Regions from separate parts of the Mus musculus genome. Here region 1 is linked to region 2. The links are chromatin contacts, called in public HiChIP or PLAC-seq maps. All regions are on one chromosome and are shown on one strand. The core of a region is the stretch at or near the end of the contact, and the rest is flanking DNA. Distances in the headings are between cores, read along the strand shown.

Region 1 (4,420 bases), core at 830-3,329, 110 kb after region 2:
AGCTGGGCCAAGAGTGGTGACACACACCTTTAATTCCAGCCACTCCAGGGGCAAAGGCAAACAGATCTCTACCAGGTCAAAGTCCAGCCTTGTCTACACAGCAAGTTCAAGGCCATCCAGGGCTACAGAATGAGACTGAGTTTCAAAAAATTAAAAAGAAAAAGAAAGAAAGAGAGACAGAGAGAGAGAGAGAGAGAAAAGGGAAGGGAAGAAGGGAAGGGAAGGGAAGGGAAGGGAAGGGAAGGGAAGGGAAGGGAAGGGAAAGGGAAAGGGAAAGGGAAAGGGAAAGGGAAAGGGAAAGGGAAAGGGAAGGGAAGGGAAAGGAAAGGAAAGGAAAGGAAAGGAAAGGAAAGGAAAGGAAAGGAAGACAAGCTAAGCTGAGAAATTCCTCATTGTCTCATAAGATTTGAGCAGAAGATAAATTGAGGCACACTCATTTATCAACAGTTAGAATTAATATCCAAACAGAAGATAAATGGAGTAGAAGGCAGCCCATCAATAAGGTCCCACAAATATGGGAGTTTAGTATAGGACAAGTATGGGTTAATAAAGAAAAGACAGAGTCTCCAGGAAGTCGTATTCAGGCAACCTATGCCTTAGCCAACTGTACGTGTAGTAAAACTTCAGATGATAATGACTGTAATTACAGGAAGAAACAGGTCATTCATTTCAAGCCATCTGTGAGTAAAGATGGCCTTCATAGGCTATGAAACCAGAGCTTTACCCAAGAGAGATGAATTCAAGAGTAAGAGACAGCTAAAAGAGCCCTGTGAGAACATCCGATGCTCCGGTTTCTCTTCGGATTGTATAACTTTCCTCTCTCACTAAAAACTTCCGTCTTGAGTTTTAATTCGTGTTCTTCAATCTTTGCAATAGCATGGCTAGTAGCACTGGAGAGACAATTCACCCAAGTCACCCTGGTAGCCGATACTCCAGCCCCAAAGATGTCTAACTAACACCGATGGCTTCCAAGGGCTACAGACAAACGCATGTACATAATTAAAAGGAAAGTAAATCTCGGGGCTGAGGTGATGGTTCCGTGGTTAAGAGCACTGGCTGCTCTTCTGGAGGACTTGTGTTCAGCACTCACACGGTGGGGTGGCTCCCAACTATTTGTAACTCGAGTTCTAGAGGATCCTATGCCCTCTTCTGGCCTGTGTAAATGCCTGCATACCCAGGGTGTGCAAGCATTCACTCAGGCACAAACACATAAGTCTTAAAGAAGGAAATATGGGAAGTAACAGATATTTTAAATGTAAAAATGGCATGAATAAAATAAACATTTCTTCAATATGTAGTTTAAAGTATAAAATTTTTTAAACGACTTTTTAATATTTTTTTGGTAACCCATAAGCTTAATAAAGATTTACTTAATAGTAATGATTGTTGGTGGGATTTAGACACCAGTGTCTTTATCCCATTAAGTGCTAATCTGAGTTCAACAAAGTTTCAGAATATCAACAAATTAGCTATTACTATACTCCAAAAAAGGACATACAAACACCAAATTTTAAAAATAAAGTTTTATTTACAAATACACTTAGGTAGAATCCCAACAAGGCATATATAGGACTTAGGGGCTGAAAACTAGGAAGTGCAGACACACCAAGAGTCAGGCTGCAGGTCCTGACTTGAAGCGGTAACCCAGTCCATCCATCCTCCTTGGATTTGTACGCAGGTATACCTGGTTCTTATCAACAGTTCAGCAAGATGTGTTTTAGAAGCAGGTTAGATTCTTCAGAAATTATTAGGGAAAGAGAAGCTGAACTAGTGAAAACAATCAAGACTTCATGACATCAGAAAGGAGAGCCAGATATATTCACAGAAATATATTCATCGAGGTGCTGACTAACGTGCAAAGCCAATCTCAATGAACGTGATGTTGTCCCTTTCAATAGCGATGGAACGAATGGGCACCCAAGGTGTAAGCAATGAGTCTCAGCCTCAGATTCACAATTTAATGCAAATTAAGTCAGAATGGATACACCGCTAAAAGTTTACAGTCTCCGGCGCAGCTCATGAAGCCACAGCCCTATCATATCCATCTAAAGAACCGCTTCATCCAGGAGGCACGCGCGTGGATGACAAGAAGCACATGGCACTGGGCTCAGCACCACCCATCGCTAGTGAACTGTAAATTCCAACCACAATAAAGCATCCCAGCTAAAAATGCAGTGGCAACCAGAACCTGAGTCCTCCTGCTCCGAGTGGGAAGTAGTGCGGTGGGAGGTATCAGGGCAGACCCCTCTGGAAAACGGCTTGGCAGTGTCTCGATAAAAGGAACATGCCTAAAGCCTCAACTCGGTGATTGTAGTCCTGGTCATTTACCCCAGAGTAATGAAGAATTGTGTTCCTTCTGTGTTCATATCACAACCTCACTGCTGTCTATGAATAAACGGCAGAGCCTTGCCAGAGAGTCCCAGCGTTACCGCTGCGATCTATGAATGAGCACGAGGGCTTGGTGGAGACTCCCAGGCTTGCTGACCTCAGCATCAGTGAAGTCCAAAGGGCTGGGACATCAGTAAGAACGTCCTCGCCAACTTCCTGGGGCCAACTGGGAATAACACTGAGGGTTACACAGCTACTTGACCTAACCTGTGTGATGTCTGTCCACGTGACCTTTCGTAACGGTATGATTATGCAGCAGCCTTTTCCAACGAAGTTCCAATATGATATAAGAAAAATGACCAAGCTACACAGTTCTCTTCTGTCAGTTTGCATAAGGCTAAATAGTTGTCTTTGCCAGGAATTAATATTCAGGATGAGAATGAACTGCTTTCATTGGGAAAGAGAAGGATGGGGCTTCTCTGGCTCGCTTCCTTCTCTGCGGATCTTGTCTTACTTTATTTTGCTCTGGTATTGTTTATTTTGAACCACACATTAAACTCAAACAAATGGTAAAATAGATTATTTGTATTTAAACTATCCCTAAAACAGAATGTCAGTCTATAGGAAAGATTAAACTCAGGGCTGATGACTTAGCTCAGTACCTAGTGTTTGTGTAGTCTGTAGGTTCAATCCAAGCATCAAACAGGAAGTGCAGGACTACACCTGCCATCTCAGCGCGGGGGAAGGCGAGTCAGGAGGATCAAAGCTTAAGCTCACCTCCTTCTAGGCCAGCCCCCATCCGCGGCCCAGGGTTGGTTGGTTTCTTTCTGTTGATGCTGTTTCAGGTTTTCTTTTCTCAAGCAGTTATGGTTGACATCGTAATAAAGAAATGTTACCCCCACCACCACCACTCCCGAAGAACCTTAATTTTCCTTCTTCTCTGAAAGAACCCTAGGGAATCTAATAAAAGCAAAATAAAAATATGAGCAAGAAGCATGGTTAGCAAGGCTATAGTATCAAGATCTAACAATTTTTCCATATGGGCTGCATGTATGAGAGGCACACGTGTGTGCCCAGCAAGCCCGAGCAGGTCAGAGGGCAACATGGGAGGAACTGGTTCCTTCTTCTCACCACGTGGGTCTCATGGCTCAAATTCAAGTCTTCAGACTCTGTGGCACAAGCTTCAGCCAACCCAGACATCTCTCTGCCCCTACTTTTATTTTTTTAACCTATTAATTTATTTTCCCAATGTAACAATTTAATAATGCAATTTAAAAAATTCTTTTCAAAAAAAATTCTTTCCATTCACAATAGCATTTAAAGACTAAAATTCTTAGGAATCATGAAGAGTGAGATCTTCATGTTGAAAACTTTAAACCCCTGTCAGGGAAAATTAGCGAGTTATACCAATGGAGCCCTAACCCACACTATGAATGGGAGGCGTTAGTTGTGTTCAGATGGCAATACTCCCCAAATTAAAAACAAGAGTCAACAAAGTTCCCGTAAAGATTCCAGCAGAATATTTTGTAGTCATTGGCAAACTGATTTTAAAATTTAGAAGAAAATGAAAAGCACTTAAAATAGCAAACAAGCCTGTAAACAAAAAAATAAGTAAATTAAAAATACAATGTTACAAAGAAGAGCAAAGCAGAGGCCTCATACTACCTGATATTTTGACTTACTACAAAAGTTCAGAAATCAATGCAATGGAGAATTGGTATAGATGATATTGAGACCAGTGTAAAGGAAGAGACAGCTCAGAAATAGACGTGAGTATCTCTCATTGGTTATTTTTGAGCACCATTATAAAACAATTCTCTGGGCAAAGGTGGTCCTCCTTCATTAAGAGATGGAACTGTTTATGTATCTGTCTGTCTGCATTCATCGGCCTCTTTCCCAGGCTAAAGAACATGAGCTCTTACCTCACACCACACACAAAATCACCTCAAAGGAGTCAGAGGCCTGCATGCAAAACTAAAGCTGTGGACTTCAAGAAGGGAGCACAGACAGGTTCTTGCAACTTTTGAGTTAGGCAAAGGCTTATCAGGTAGACAGCTAAAGCACAGATCATTTTTAAACTGATCACACGGTA
Region 2 (4,503 bases), core at 1,577-4,076:
ATCACATATTTTATCTGTACACAGAGACACTGTGGTGACGAAGACTGATGTTTTTCATTTATTTTATTATTTATTTTTACCTTTGGTTTTTTCGAGACAGGGTTTCTCTGTGAAGTCCTGGCTGTCCTGGAACTCACAATGTACACTAGGTTCGCCTCAGACTTGGAGATCCACCTGCCTCTGCCTCTGCCTCCTGAGTGAGTGCTGGGATTAAAGGTGTGCACCACTGCTACCCCACTGAGGCAGAAGGGTTTATATGTGTCCTCGCTTTCTTAGAGATTCCATTCCTTTACTTGCCTTGAAAGACCCACAACATGAGGACTCCCCCACATTCTGACTCAGGAGAGGCGACACCCCAAATCACTCACGAGAAACGGTCTCGCTGCAAACTGCAAGAGGACTTTTATTCAAGAGCGCTTTTGGGCCCACAGTCATATACCACACAGGGGTAGAGGACCCCTGGCACCCCGAGTAGTTGGGTAAGGGGGTATTTAAAGGAAGAAACCACAACTCAAGGAGGTGGGGAGGGCGTTGTTGGAAAATACCAAAAATACCAGTTAAGAGTCATGAGGTGGTGGAAAGTCAAGACAGTTTTCTAGGAGCCTCTAACAATAGCACCTTTGCACAGCGGGTTCCAGCAAGAGTCAAGGCAACTTTCTTTGAATGAACGCTTCCTGAACCCAGGAAGTGGGTGGGTGGAGGAATGTTGCTATCTGTTTTATGATTAGCATGCCTTGGAGCATTGAGTCACAAAGGTCACATTCTTAAGCCTGGGCCTAAAGGCCTAGAATTTTGTTTTTAGGTTATACTTTTTCAGCCTTATAGCCTACTTGTTGCGTGTAATTTTAAAAACCTGTTACCAACCTTGCCTGGTGTCACAGCCTGCACTCCAGCCTCTCTGGGTTTAGCTCTGTGATCTGCCACCACCAGTCTCATTCAGCTCTGCCAATGACCAGCTGGTCATTTTTCCCAGGAGCTGCAATTGCTCCCCCAACCCTCTCAGGCTAACTTCCACCAGCAACTGCCCTGGCTGCCCTCTTTCTTCTCCTGTCCACCTTAGCTACATGGATAGAAAACATTAGACAGTTTTATTATTTTAAAGCTAGCCAGATAACTCAACAGCTGGGTAAAGAATTTCCTGCCCCAATTCTATCAGCCAGCTCCCCACAACCTTCTCAGTCCTTGCTGGCAGCAGAGGCTACAATAATTCTAAGTGTCCCAAGATCTACATGACTTCAGCTTCCCTTTCCATCCAAATCCTGGTCCAAATTCCTCTCTCCCTGTGTCCCTTCTCTTCTGGGACCTGCAAGTCCCACCATTTTTCTTTCGTCCAGCAATTGGCTTCCCCCCTTTTTATTGACACAATCAAGAACCAAGTAGGGATACAACACCTCCCTCTTTACCTACTCCTTTAGAATTCCAGGGTATCTTGAAGACCCACTGAAACATCCAACCTGAATTGAGCAATTACTGAATTCTTGGACTTTTTGTCCATAGCCAGCCATTGTTGCTTATAAGTCATTCTAATAACCCCCCTTTCTATGCACATGGATTCATTCTCTAAGTTCAGTTAGAAAACTAATAATATAGGTACCTAACACTGAGATGGTGACTGAATTGCTAACCTCTCACCTGACCACCTGGTGTCTCTTTCAAGGAAGTGATAGGCAGACAAATCCTAAATTCACAATACTGGGCTTAGCCCACCTGCAGTGTCCTCCTTCTGTCTTTCTAATGGATCTTGCTCCTCTCTGGCTTCTAGCCCCCTGTGGTCCTGTTCTGCAGCCCTAGCTCCACTGGCCTCCTATTGGGTTCCCAGATCCCTTCCCTTAGTATCTGCAACTCACTTTATATATGTATCAGCTTTCTGCTTTTGTCCTCTGAAATCTGCTGGTCTCTTTAAACCTTTTGTACCCATTCTCTAAGTATGAAATGTATTGAGCTAGTAATTAAGACTGGAATAAAAGAAGCTTTGATCGCCGAGAGCCTGGTATCTATAGACACTGAGGCTATTTGATAGAAGGTAGCTCATAGTATTTGAGTTTATGTGTATCTGTGTTTTTTTGTCTGTATATATGCCTGTGTGCCACTTTAGTGTCTGGTGCCTACCGAGGCCAGAAGAGGGCATCAGATCCCCTGAACTGTAGTTGTGTGCCACCATGGGGTGCTGCGAACCAAATTAGGGCACTCTAGAAAAGCAACATGGGCTCTTACTCATTTTACATCTCTCCAGCCCTCGTTTTATTGCCTCTTTCTTTCTTCCTTCCTTCCTTTCTTTTTTTTTTTTTTAACAAAATCTGACATCGTTCAAACACACAAATGTCCATCTACATTTCGGACATAACATGGTGTCTGTTTCCTTACAGATCCGACTTACGATGAAGTATTCTTATAAATACATCGGCCATTTTTTTCCACCTCCAATTACGGATTACTATTCATACAATAGGAGTGAAAAAGATACCCAAACAAAAACGTACTTTCCAAAAACAACGTGGTACTATCCTGGAAACTCATCTCCTTTTCCTCTCACACCCTTCCCCATGCCCTTTAACCCTCGCACACGGAGAAGGATGGAACTCACTGCTGAGTGCCTACAAATTCTAGGCCTGAGGCGGCCATGAGCGCCACGGCCTAGCTCAGCCCGGTCCCCGCGTGTCCTCGCCGGCTGCTAGGGCCCGGCCGGCCCGGGCCTTCGAGGTCCGCAGCACGGCGCATATGGCCGCGCTCGCCTCCCGCGTTGGCGGGAAGACTGGGAGCGCGGACGCGCGAGGCCAACCCGGAGCCTACCCATGAGGCACTGCGCCCTGGCTCGCGACAGCCCCCTCCCCCCTCACGGCGCCCAGCAGCCCCGCTCCGCGATGGGAGCCGGAGCGGCCTCGGCGTACACAGCCCGCGCTCCTCCCTCGCCTCCTCCTCTTTCTCCTCCTCCTCAGGGCTCCAGTCAGGCCGAGCCGCTCCGCTCACGGTAAGCGTCCCCCGCCCCGCGCGGCCGCCCGCCCGCCCGCCCGCGAAGGCCCTCCCGCGCGGCCGCGCCGCCGCACTCCGGGGGCGCAGGGTGGGGGTCTCGGGCCGCGGCGCGTCGGCGAGAGCGCCCGGGCCGGGCAGGGCAGGGGCCGGCTGCGCATGGGGCCGGGCCCGCCATCTTGCCGGGCCTGGCGCGGGAGGGTTCCCGGCGCGACGAGGCGAGGCGGCCGGCGGCGCGGCGGCCCACAGTACAGGGCCGCCCAGCCGTCGCCTCGCCTCGTCGCCTCGCCACCGCGCAGATCCTCCCATCGCTTTCTCAGCCCGGCTGTGCTCTCGGGGGACGACTCCCCTCGGTCCTTTGTACCTTGTCCGCGGGTGTGTGTGTGTGTGTGTGTGTGTGTGTGTGTGTGTGTGGCGGAGACCCGAGCTCACAACCCAACCCACTCGACTCTTCACGCAAGAGCAGAACCCCACTGGCGTTCGCCATAACAGCCACAGAGGCCTTACCTTGTGCTAGACGACCGCTCCTATCTAGCCACCTTTCTTGTCAAAGGAATGTCCCCACTCTGCCATAGCCCCGCTATTGTCTACCAGAGGAGGGCTTTGAGGAGAACCGAGCCTGACAGATTTTCCAGCTGTGCGTTGCAGGTTTCACTTAATAAACCACAAACGAGTGGTCGCGCTGAGGTTTTAGCCTGCGCAAGAAGATGGTGTTTTCACGACCAACCTGCATTTGTAACCCGTTAGGAAAGAAATATGCTAGGAAAAAAATGGACGTTAACCTGCTGCGAGCATGGAGACTTTTGGCTTCACGAAGAAAAAAAATTTTTTTTTTAAATAGTCCGCCATACTTAAACATTTGGCTTTATTTTCAAGTTTGGACTGAATCATCTAAATACTTGGACGTCTTTTAGTGCCCTTAACCATAAATTCACACGATGGAAGTAAGAGTTTGAAGGTACAAAACCCTTCCCTTGGCATCTGTGTGCTATCTTGTTTTGAGAGATGACTGTACCAACTCAAGTTGTTTGGATGTAACTGATAGGGTGAAGGGACCGGGTTGGAGGACCTTGTGCTTTTTGATGGTCCACCATCTGCACTAAAGCCATCCTTGAGTTTGAGTGGTTGTATCTGTCATTGGTGTCAATGTTTACCTTGGGCTACTTTCGGAGACGTTTTTGTTGGCAGAGCAGTTTTGAAGGTCAGCCTCAGAAATGACGATGAGAACGCTTGGCTACCGGGGCCATTACGGAACCTTAAGTTTTAGGACTCCTCATTCAGCTCACCTCAGTATTTTATGTCCCATTTTCACTGCAGTGAGGTTCCTGAGAATAGGTGAGGAGGCACAGGCCTCCACATTTGAGAAACTCCGTTTGCCATTAGACTCTAATTTCTGGATCATTTGTTATCTTTAGATGTTATTAGTGGTCATGTTCTTTCCAAGCACACTGGGGAGTTGAATATAGCATGTTCAGATGCCTACCACCTAGTGTGAATATTTGTAAACATTTTGTCACATTTGCTTTGTCTCAGTCT

What was found. HiChIP or PLAC-seq counts read pairs in DNA pulled down with a chosen protein or histone mark.
Region 1: a contact with region 2 is called in an H3K4me3 HiChIP or PLAC-seq map of the SCID.adh cell line, with 25 read pairs. The contact joins the enhancer-like site here to the promoter of Zfp280d in region 2. A contact is called at or near these places in 1 of 39 promoter capture datasets (HPC-7-derived erythroid cells), 1 of 15 datasets of contacts at CTCF or cohesin (the NIH/3T3 cell line), 1 of 484 Hi-C or Micro-C datasets (nephron progenitors), 12 of 115 datasets of contacts at active chromatin or transcription factors (the 230-238 cell line, the SCID.adh cell line, bone marrow-derived macrophages and 7 more) and 4 of 9 other capture datasets (adipose tissue, liver, macrophages and 1 more).

Annotation. Positions count from the first base shown.
Region 1 is chr9:72,382,877-72,387,296 of GRCm38.p6, forward strand. No RefSeq gene overlaps it. Among named protein-coding and RNA genes, the nearest start is that of Gm27230, 5.3 kb to the right of the region's middle. Within about 2 kb of position 2,080, at least 8 of the 459 cell types and tissues checked have an H3K27ac peak or open chromatin away from gene starts, as enhancers often do. A contact at or near this core is called in the SCID.adh cell line and double positive thymocytes, where this site is marked.
Region 2 is chr9:72,272,062-72,276,564 of GRCm38.p6, forward strand. Zfp280d (zinc finger protein 280D) reads left to right here and starts at 2,827. Exons shown (of 22, transcript NM_146224.5): 1 at 2,827-2,968.